Linked DNA regions of Anser cygnoides: region 2 is linked to region 1. The links are chromatin contacts, called in public Hi-C maps. All regions are on one chromosome and are shown on one strand. Each heading gives the region's core, a stretch centred on a gene start, on an enhancer-like site or on the middle of the called end of the contact. The rest is flanking DNA. Distances are from core to core; before and after follow the strand shown. Region 1 holds the start of PSPC1 (paraspeckle component 1). Region 2 holds the start of FDX1 (ferredoxin 1).

Region 1 (4,205 bases), core at 1,435-3,934:
AAATACATACTCAACACAAATTCAAACAAAAACCTGTGAACTTACGTTGTTAGCAAGAATGCCCCATCACTGCATCTTTCTAGAGCTTTCCGTGCTGGAGGTTTTGCTGCAAACTCTACGAAACCTTTTCCTGTAGCTCTGCCACGATCATCTACTACAACAACAGCTCTTTCCACTGGCCCAAATTGAGAGAAAGCTTGTTCCAGCAGCTCATTAGAAACCACAGGTGAAAGATTCTTGACTGTTAGGGCAGCTCCATGTGTAGCAAATCGAATTCGAAGTGGTCTGCTCTTCAAAATTGTACCGTCAAGTTCTGCCTTTGCTATTTCAGCCAGTGTCCTAGATTCCTTTTTCAAGATATAAAATATTTTATATATTTTATTTGCAAACACAACAGACAGTGCTTTTGCATTGTTTATTTTTCCCCCAGAAAAGTAGCAGTTTTTCTTCCCTTAATTTGAGCACATTTGCATTAGGGTCATTCAGCATTCTTTTTCACCCAAAAGTTCCTAACCACGGAATGAAAGAACATGCATTTTTCATTCCCTGTGGTTTATTCTAAAACATGACTTGGATGTAAATTTTTGTTGCACATTAGAGGACTTAGATGCTGCTTTGGTAAAGGCTTTCAGTAGAATTGAAAACTTTACGGTTTTTCACATATACCTACTGAAGTATTTATATTCATATATTAGTTAACAACATTTTCAGAAGTTATACTAAAGAATCTAAAATGTTTTATTTTCTTTTTTAATAAATGAAAATATTATTTGAATGAAAAATATCACACATGCTCATTACTCTTGCTGGATGAACTCTAAATGGATTCAAAGTTCATCAAGAAATGAAATTACCTTCTTTGCTCATGTATTCATTCCTCTCACATTTATGGCCTTTCTGCACCAATATCCACAAGAAAAATCTGTCTCAATAGCTGCTTTTTTCTCATTTCAGAAATTCTTACCAAATGTTATACCTGCAAACCCTTGTATTTAAAGAACTCTTTAGATCATAGGCATTTTTCCAGTTCAACCAACTACATAAAATGTTAGAAAATAGTATATTCCCTAAATATAACAGAAAACGGACATTCAGATAAATACTATATCTAATCTACCTTACATATAAAACTGAGTAATATATGCAAATCTATCACACTTCCTCCAGAAAAATATTTCAGGTTGGGAGATTTTGTCGTGGTCAAAAGCATATAGCAAAATGCTACTTATCTTTGCACTTATCTTCGACAACCAAAAAGATACAAAATCCTAACCAGTAAAATATACAAAAAAATCGTAACCAGGTTCACCCAAAACACTTCAAGTGTTTAAAAACTTTATAGTTCTTTTCTCAGAACTAGATGAAACAGAGCCTTCTAAACATGGCAGTCATTAAAACTAATGCTACACATTAAATTGAAAATTTTAAATGCAGGATGACAAGCTTTTAGGATGATGCTTTTTCTGCATGGTTGAGATAATACTGATTAAATTGTATGAACCCTAAAATCTAGCCTTATCAGGACACAATTCAGACAAACGACGTTCCCAATTCTTTGCAATTTTGAAATTGTGTTCTTAGCGTTCAAGATGTGCAAGTAGTAGTATTTCAAAACAAACCAGTTCAGTCTTTAAAATTAACCGTGTTTTCATAGGCCAAACCTACACTCATAGTGAGCTGCACAGATTGAAATTTGTTTCGACACAAAGAGGTAACATTTCCAGTTCTGAAGTATGCTAAATGCTCCCAATTAAATAAATAAAATCTCTACAAATATTACATGAATAATGTAGATCTCACAACCATGTCTTCCTGTCACTGAAGAGTTACAGGCTGCAGGAGCACCCGTAGCAGCACCTAAACTGTAAACTGGTGGAAAAACCCTGAGAGCAGCCCCAAAAGCAGCAGGGGCTCCCAGCGGTGCCCTGGAAACCCGAAGGCAAGGGGCAGGGGAGGCTGCTCACAACGCAGGCCTCTGGCTTGGATGGATTGAGGCAAAGAGGGAACGGGAGTGGAAATCCGAGGAAGCTGAGGGAACAGCAGGAGCAGCAAAGGAAAAAACACAGCGGGGGGCAGCTGCTGCCTTCTTCCAGCGGTGAGGGGAGAGCGGGGAGCAGGGGGCTGGGGGTGTCCCGGCTGCAAAGGCTGGGTCAGGAAGCAACCCGCAGGGGCTCACGCCAACCCTCACCAGGCGGATGAAGCCGAAGCCGCGGTCCCGGTTGATGAAGACCTCGCTGGGCTCCCCGTAGCGCTCGAAGAGCCGCTTGAAATCCTCCTCGGTGATATCGGTCGGCAGGTTGCCCACGAACAGCCGGCAGCGCTGCGTGTAGCTCTTCTCGCCCGGCTTGAGGAAGCTCTTGATGTCGATGGTGAAGCCGACCTCCTGCTCTTCGTCTCCAGCCTCTTTACCCGGCACCAGCGCCATGGCGGCAGCCGCAGCCGCCGCCTCACTCTCCGCTTCCAGGCCTCGCAAGCCCTTCAGGCCGCCGCCGCCGCCCCCCACCATGCCCAGCGGCGCAGCCGGCGAGCTGTTCTCGATCCTCACTTGCTTTAAGTTGCGATTCGCGGCCATCTTCGGGGCCTCGCTCCCTTCTCGCTGGTTGATTCTCGGGGGACGCCGAGCCTGCCTCCACCTCCGCCGCCTCCCACCCGCAGCCGATTCAAAATGGCGCCGCGGCCGCCCTCGGCGAGTTGCAGCGTCCCTGAGGGGAGCCCCGCCCCTCGCCGCCGCGCGCCCGGCGGGGGCCGCGCATGCGCCGTGGGGCACGGCGGGGAGTGGGGGGCGGCTGTAATGGCCGCCGCGGCGGGGCGGGAGGGGGGGGCGTGCAGGGGGCACAGGGAAGGGTTTGTGTTGGAAAGGTGGTGGTGGCTTGCTTCTCAGAGGTGTAAAGTCACACGTTGTGTTGCTGGGGCACTCCTTGTAGTTAGGGCTGTAGTACAGGGCTATAGTACAGGGCTATGTTTTTCCCCACCCGCTTGTTCTTCAGATGCTTGTGTGTCTGGTTTGCTAGTTGTTTAGTTTGATCTGTGTGCTTCAACCAGGAATTCAACTGCTGCATGGTATCGCAGAGAGGCACGAATCCATTACTGAGGGATTTCCATGTTAGATGGGGAATATTCTATCTGTTTTTCCATTTGAGGTACCTCTAAGCATGTACCAGAAATCTGGGAGAAAAAAAAAAAAAAGGCAAAACAAAACATGAGTTTCCAAACAGCAGGAATCACTTTCTCAGCCCACCTGTTTCTGAAGCAGAATCTTGGGTACAGAGCATTGAAATGAACTCAGATTTAAAGCTCTGAAAATCAGAAACTACAGACAGGAGGAGGGTATCTACTCCCAGCAAAGGCAGGAAGTTGAGCAGTGTAGGAACACGAGGGAAGAGTATCAATATGGGATCCGAAGAGGTATGGTTTGTAGTATATTTAACGTTCAATAAAAATGCTGAGTCGAAATAGGGAACTACTCATAGCAAAACAAAATATATTTTAAAAACTGGTAAGTGTGTAAAGGGAGTGGAACATATGTTAGAAATGATGTGACTGCATTGTAGAAAGTGAAAGCTCAGTAGATAGGAAAAAGGAGATAATGTAGTAGTTACTTGTTATTGCCAACACTGTATAATAAAATTGCCATGATTTTCAGACAGAGTTTTATCAATCACTTCAGTAATACAGGCTTCAACCATTTAAATACACAACCATGATTCCACTATAAAAAAATCAATAGGAGGAACAAGGCATGTTTATAAGTTCCATGCTATTCTTACCTTTCCCTAGCTACATCAATAGTAGCTCTCAATAGTAAATCATAGTCCACTGAAATAGCTCAAAAACATTCCAAGTTCCAGAAACAAGAAAATGATAAATATATCTTCAATATATGCATGGATTTAATATGCTCAGGCATCCATAGCCTGCTTTTGTTAGTCACAGTACAACTATAACATATATTCGTGTTGTTTTTAGACTTTATTGATGAGGAGCTATTTGCACATGCCCTACAGTCAAATGCTTTAGTGTGACGTACAAAAAGAAGATGATTTCTGCTATGTTTAGTCATCTCTTTACTTTCTGTTACACTGTATCATTTAACAATTTGCTCATTCATCAAGACAACCCTGAGTAGTTCATCCCGTACCTAATGCTCTAGAGTCTTTGTGGCAAGATTAATGCTACACCTTGGCACTGACACTACTTAACCAAAA
Region 2 (4,454 bases), core at 1,745-4,244, 480 kb before region 1:
GCAGGGCCTAGTGAGAGCTGACAGCTCTGCAGGGGATCTGGGCACGATACCGAGGCAGCAGGAGCAGTCACCTCACCACCAAGGAGCCAGGATGTGGAGCAGCAAGCCAGGGTCAGGACTGGGCTGGGAGGCAGTGGTCAGGATCAGACGGAAATACAGCTGCACGCAAAGGCCAGTGCAAAGCCTCAGCTTAAAAGTGGCTCCCAAGGGAAAGGAGGGGCAGCCCCTCGCTTCTAGCTTTTTTCACAACAGCTCTTATCAGTGGAGGAGCTGACCTTGGACTCTGCCGACTAAACATCTCCAAAGGGGTAATGCACTCCAGGCCATGGCAGTGTGAGGGCTGCAAACGAGCTGTGGAACATGCTGAACATGGGGGTAAAGTAGGTTCATGGAAATGGCCTTATTCATGAAAATGGCATACGAATGAAAATCCCACATGAAAGGAGATTGAAGCAAAGTCTGGAGCATACTGTGGTCAGTTTGGGGGAACCAAGAACTCTTGCTGTTAACTGTGGCTTCATTAATGAAAAGCAACAATCTGGTTTATTAACTGATCACAAAATGATTGGGGGCTACTACTTCGATGTGTATATGAAAAAAAAATCAGATATAATCCCACGCTGTATGATGGTTGTGTGTTTCCATTGTACACGTGAATGCAATATCTAACTAGTTGCCCATGTTTAACATGGGTGAATTCAAACTAGTGTATGCATAAATGACTCAGTGGGACAACCACGAGAATTACACAAGAGTTTTCTGTCTTGTGAAAGCGGACTCATAAAAACAGAGGCTAAATAAACGGGCTGGAGAGCATACAACAAATAGTGGGGTGAACATCAAAAAGGACAGAAAACATTAAACTCACGGGCAGCACTGGCCAAGGAAAAATAAGTATCAATTATCCTACACTAAAAATTAAATTAATAAAATGAACTATCTGAGAAGTAATAAATAATTGGGCTCTCTACCCTTCCAAGGAGTGAAATTTCCGGACCTTTTTTTCAGTGAGGTTAATACCAGAGAAAAACCTTTAAGAAACAGATAAATATGTTACATTTAGTCACTTGAATTGCATGTGACAGCAAAGGTTTAGATTAGAAGGCCCAGAGGGTCCCTTTCAGATTTATTTCCTGCATTAACCATTAATTTATGATGAGCGGCCTTCTGGTTAAAGTCAGACTAGATTATCCGATGCACTGTTTTGACCGTACAATATTTGAAATCCACATAAAGCTGAAATATTTAGCTATATACTGCCTTACATATATGCATATGATTCAATGCTGACCTGACAATGCTGAAATAAACCATATTCTTTGCAGCCACATTCTTTGGTGTTGCAAAAGAGAGAAACCTAAGGAAACAGAGCTCTGCATGGGTGAGAGGATACCAGCATACTAATTGAGGATATGGCCTCCTGCTGTTTATTTCAGTGACTGTTCTGTGATATATTCAAGTATGCTGACTGTATTTATGTAAAAGTATGATCTAATAAACATATTCTGTGCATTGGTTTCAGTTATATTTAATGAATGTCGCTCTGTGAAAAGTGTGTTTGAACAAATGCAATTACTTTGCTTGTAATCAAAGAAAAACTGAAAGGGATTCTGCTTGTACTACACAGTGGTAACCCACCTGACTTCAGTTACTTGGCGCCTCTGTGACAGTTACTACAGAAATTGCCTAGAAAAAAATAAAGGACCTCCACCTGCCAGCTGAAATTTAGAGATACACTGCGCATCTAAGGTAACTGTAACACTTCTAAAATCCCATCTTAAAGCTAGGTGGGGAGAGACAAATATTTCTTTTACAGAAAGAATACTAGATTGTAAAGGATAACAACAATAAACATTTTTTCCAGAAAACTGGCACATTTAAGTCACTTGGTTTATGAATAGAAAGTTTGGTGGCTCTTTACCTTTCCACCACAACCTTCTCCTTTACTTAAAGAAAATACATTGTATAATGTCATCTCCCTCACTGATCTTACTCTGATGCAACAAAAATATACTCCTGAAATCCTAAGGCATCAGGAACAACCTTGTGTACCTAAGAGCACTAGAAGCAAACAATTCTTCCTTTTCCCCATTTATTTCCACTCCTGTTTGAAAATATTTCAAAGTAAATGCTGTATTTTTTCCTTCTTTCACTCTCCAATTTAAGTATGTTAGGATGATCTACTTAATAACATAATCAAATCTTGTAGGCCGACATGTATATTGCAGGGAGACAACTTAAGTCTGTGTGTGGTCTGTACAGCTGAGGAAGTCTCAACATTTCCATACTGATATTTGAGCTCTCCTCCCGCTAAAACCTCTGATAGCTTTGCTGTCCCTCTGCTGCTGCCTGGGATTTAGAAGTTGATATTCTGCCAGAAGAAACAGCAGCAAGGACCTAGGAACTTCTCTGTGATCCTGTGTGGCCAGCCCAGGGGACAGCTGAGACCTCTGAGCCACCAACACCACCCCACCACCACCATCACCACCACCACCATCACCATCACCACCATCATTGCCACCAACCCATCACCACCACCACCATCACCACCATCACCCCACCAGCACCACACTATCAACAGCACCACCAGCATCACCACCAACCATCACCACCATAACCACCACCACCACCACCACCACCACCACCACTACTACACCACACCACACCATCACCATCACCATCACCATCAGCACACCACACCATCACCACATCACCATCACCACCACCTCTTCCCTGCCCAGAACCACAAATCCCCATCCGCCACACGCCAGGTTTCTTAAACCACCATTGCGGATTTAATAAGAACTCCTTGGGCCAGCAGACCCTCGAAATCCCTCCCAGCCCCAGCCGGGGACGACAGGAGGACACGCCGGGCTCTGAGGGACCACCCTCAGGGGCCGGCCGGTGCAGCGAGCGCCGCCCAGCACCATTACGGCGCAGCGCCGCGCACTTTGCGTAACCCCCGCCGCTCCCGTGGCGCCGTCCCCTCTCGACGCCGTCAGCAGTGGGCGGGCAGCGCGCTACGCAGGCGGCGTAAACCCTTACGAGAGTCGCCGTAGACGGCGGCAGCACTGGGACTTTGCCTCCTTTCCGTGCCGCAACATGGCGGCCCCGCCGCCCGCCCGCCTCCTCAGCCTTCTCCGCGCCGCCGCCGCCTCCTCCTCCTGCCGCCGCTGGCTCCTCTCCTCCTCGCCGGCAGCTGGGACGAGGCCGGGCTGCGGCTCCGCTGCCTTGTTGGCCCGGCCCTTCGGCCTCTCCGCCCGGGCGGCGCGCAGGTAAGGGCGGCGGAGCGGGCACGGCTGAGGGCAGCGATCGTTGGGCGGCGGGGGCGGCCCCGGGCACCCGCCCCCGGTCCGTGATGAGCCCTGAGGAGCTCGGGGCAGGGCCCGGCCGCGCTTCGTCTGTCAGGGGGCGGCCCCTTGGTGACCCCCGGCCGGGCTCAGGGGGCCGTGAGGGGGTTTGGGGCCGGTGTATTCTGTTTTTTTTGTTTTTTTTTTTTTTTTTTTAATTTCGTAAGGTTGACTAAATCGGTGGTGGAAGCGCAGCACAGATCTGAAGATCTCCCCTGCTTGTGGTACAGTTTCTCTTTACCGAGGAGCACATACACAGATGTGCAGGGCCCCTCCTGCCCTCAGCGTGTGCTGTGGCATGCTCGAGCCCTGTAGGCACCAATATTGCACAGTCCACGACTACAGATTTGCAACACTACACGTAATCAGAAACTTGTTTATGCGTGGCCTCCGAGACTGTAGCCTGTGTATCCAAAGGTCTGAGCCCGCAGGTAACTTGCAGTATTTAAAATACACTTTTAAAAGGCAAATTAACTTGGTTGTCAGAGGAGTTTCTCTGACTAAGAACAAAACCCACAATGGGCTGCCCAACATCAGGGCAGCCTAGCCTGTTTCCAGAGGGTTGGGTAGTGCCCTCGCCATCAAAGTCGTTTCAGCAGTTTGGTTTTAAACAAACGCTCCTGTAGGTGCTCTTCACTTTGTGCCAGCAGATACTTTTAATCTTTTAATACAGAGAGACAAACAAGCCTCGTAGTTCAGGACTCCTGTACAAGGCGTGTATGGTGCCTGTTTAGGTTGCTTCTCTGAGTGACTCTAATGCCTTAATAAATAGGTCTCCACTAACCTGCCGAGACCATCATTAATTTTGAGGTCACTGAAAAAAACAAAACAAACAAACAAACAAAAACACTTTGAAAAGCATTGTCAGAACTCTAAAAAAATATTAAGTTATTGAGCAGGGTAAAATAAGATGAAATGGTCTACTGAAAAGGGAAGACATTTCCTTACCTAATTGTTATATAAGACCAAGAATCCCTCAGGTCCTTCACACAGACTGAATGCAGGCTTGTAAACAGACCGGCCATCTATTCACACACATTGCACAAGCATACCCGCAAAAGAGTTCGCACAAGCAAGCATTTCAAATGTATTGTTTAAATAATA

Evidence for each region. A called contact is a pair of places that touch in the nucleus more often than the background predicts.
Region 2: a contact with region 1 is called in a Hi-C map of liver, with 1.7 times the contacts expected there. The contact joins the promoter of FDX1 here to the promoter of PSPC1 in region 1. A contact is called at or near these places in 2 of 7 Hi-C or Micro-C datasets (granulosa cells and liver).

Annotation. Positions count from the first base shown.
Region 1 is chr1:193,700,531-193,704,735 of Taihu_goose_T2T_genome, reverse strand. It overlaps PSPC1 (paraspeckle component 1), which reads right to left and starts at 2,684. Exons shown (of 10, transcript XR_010828380.1): 1 at 2,189-2,684; 2 at 46-347.
Region 2 is chr1:194,177,655-194,182,108 of Taihu_goose_T2T_genome, reverse strand. FDX1 (ferredoxin 1) reads left to right here and starts at 2,994. Exons shown (of 4, transcript XM_048047055.2): 1 at 2,994-3,275. The coding sequence starts at 3,103.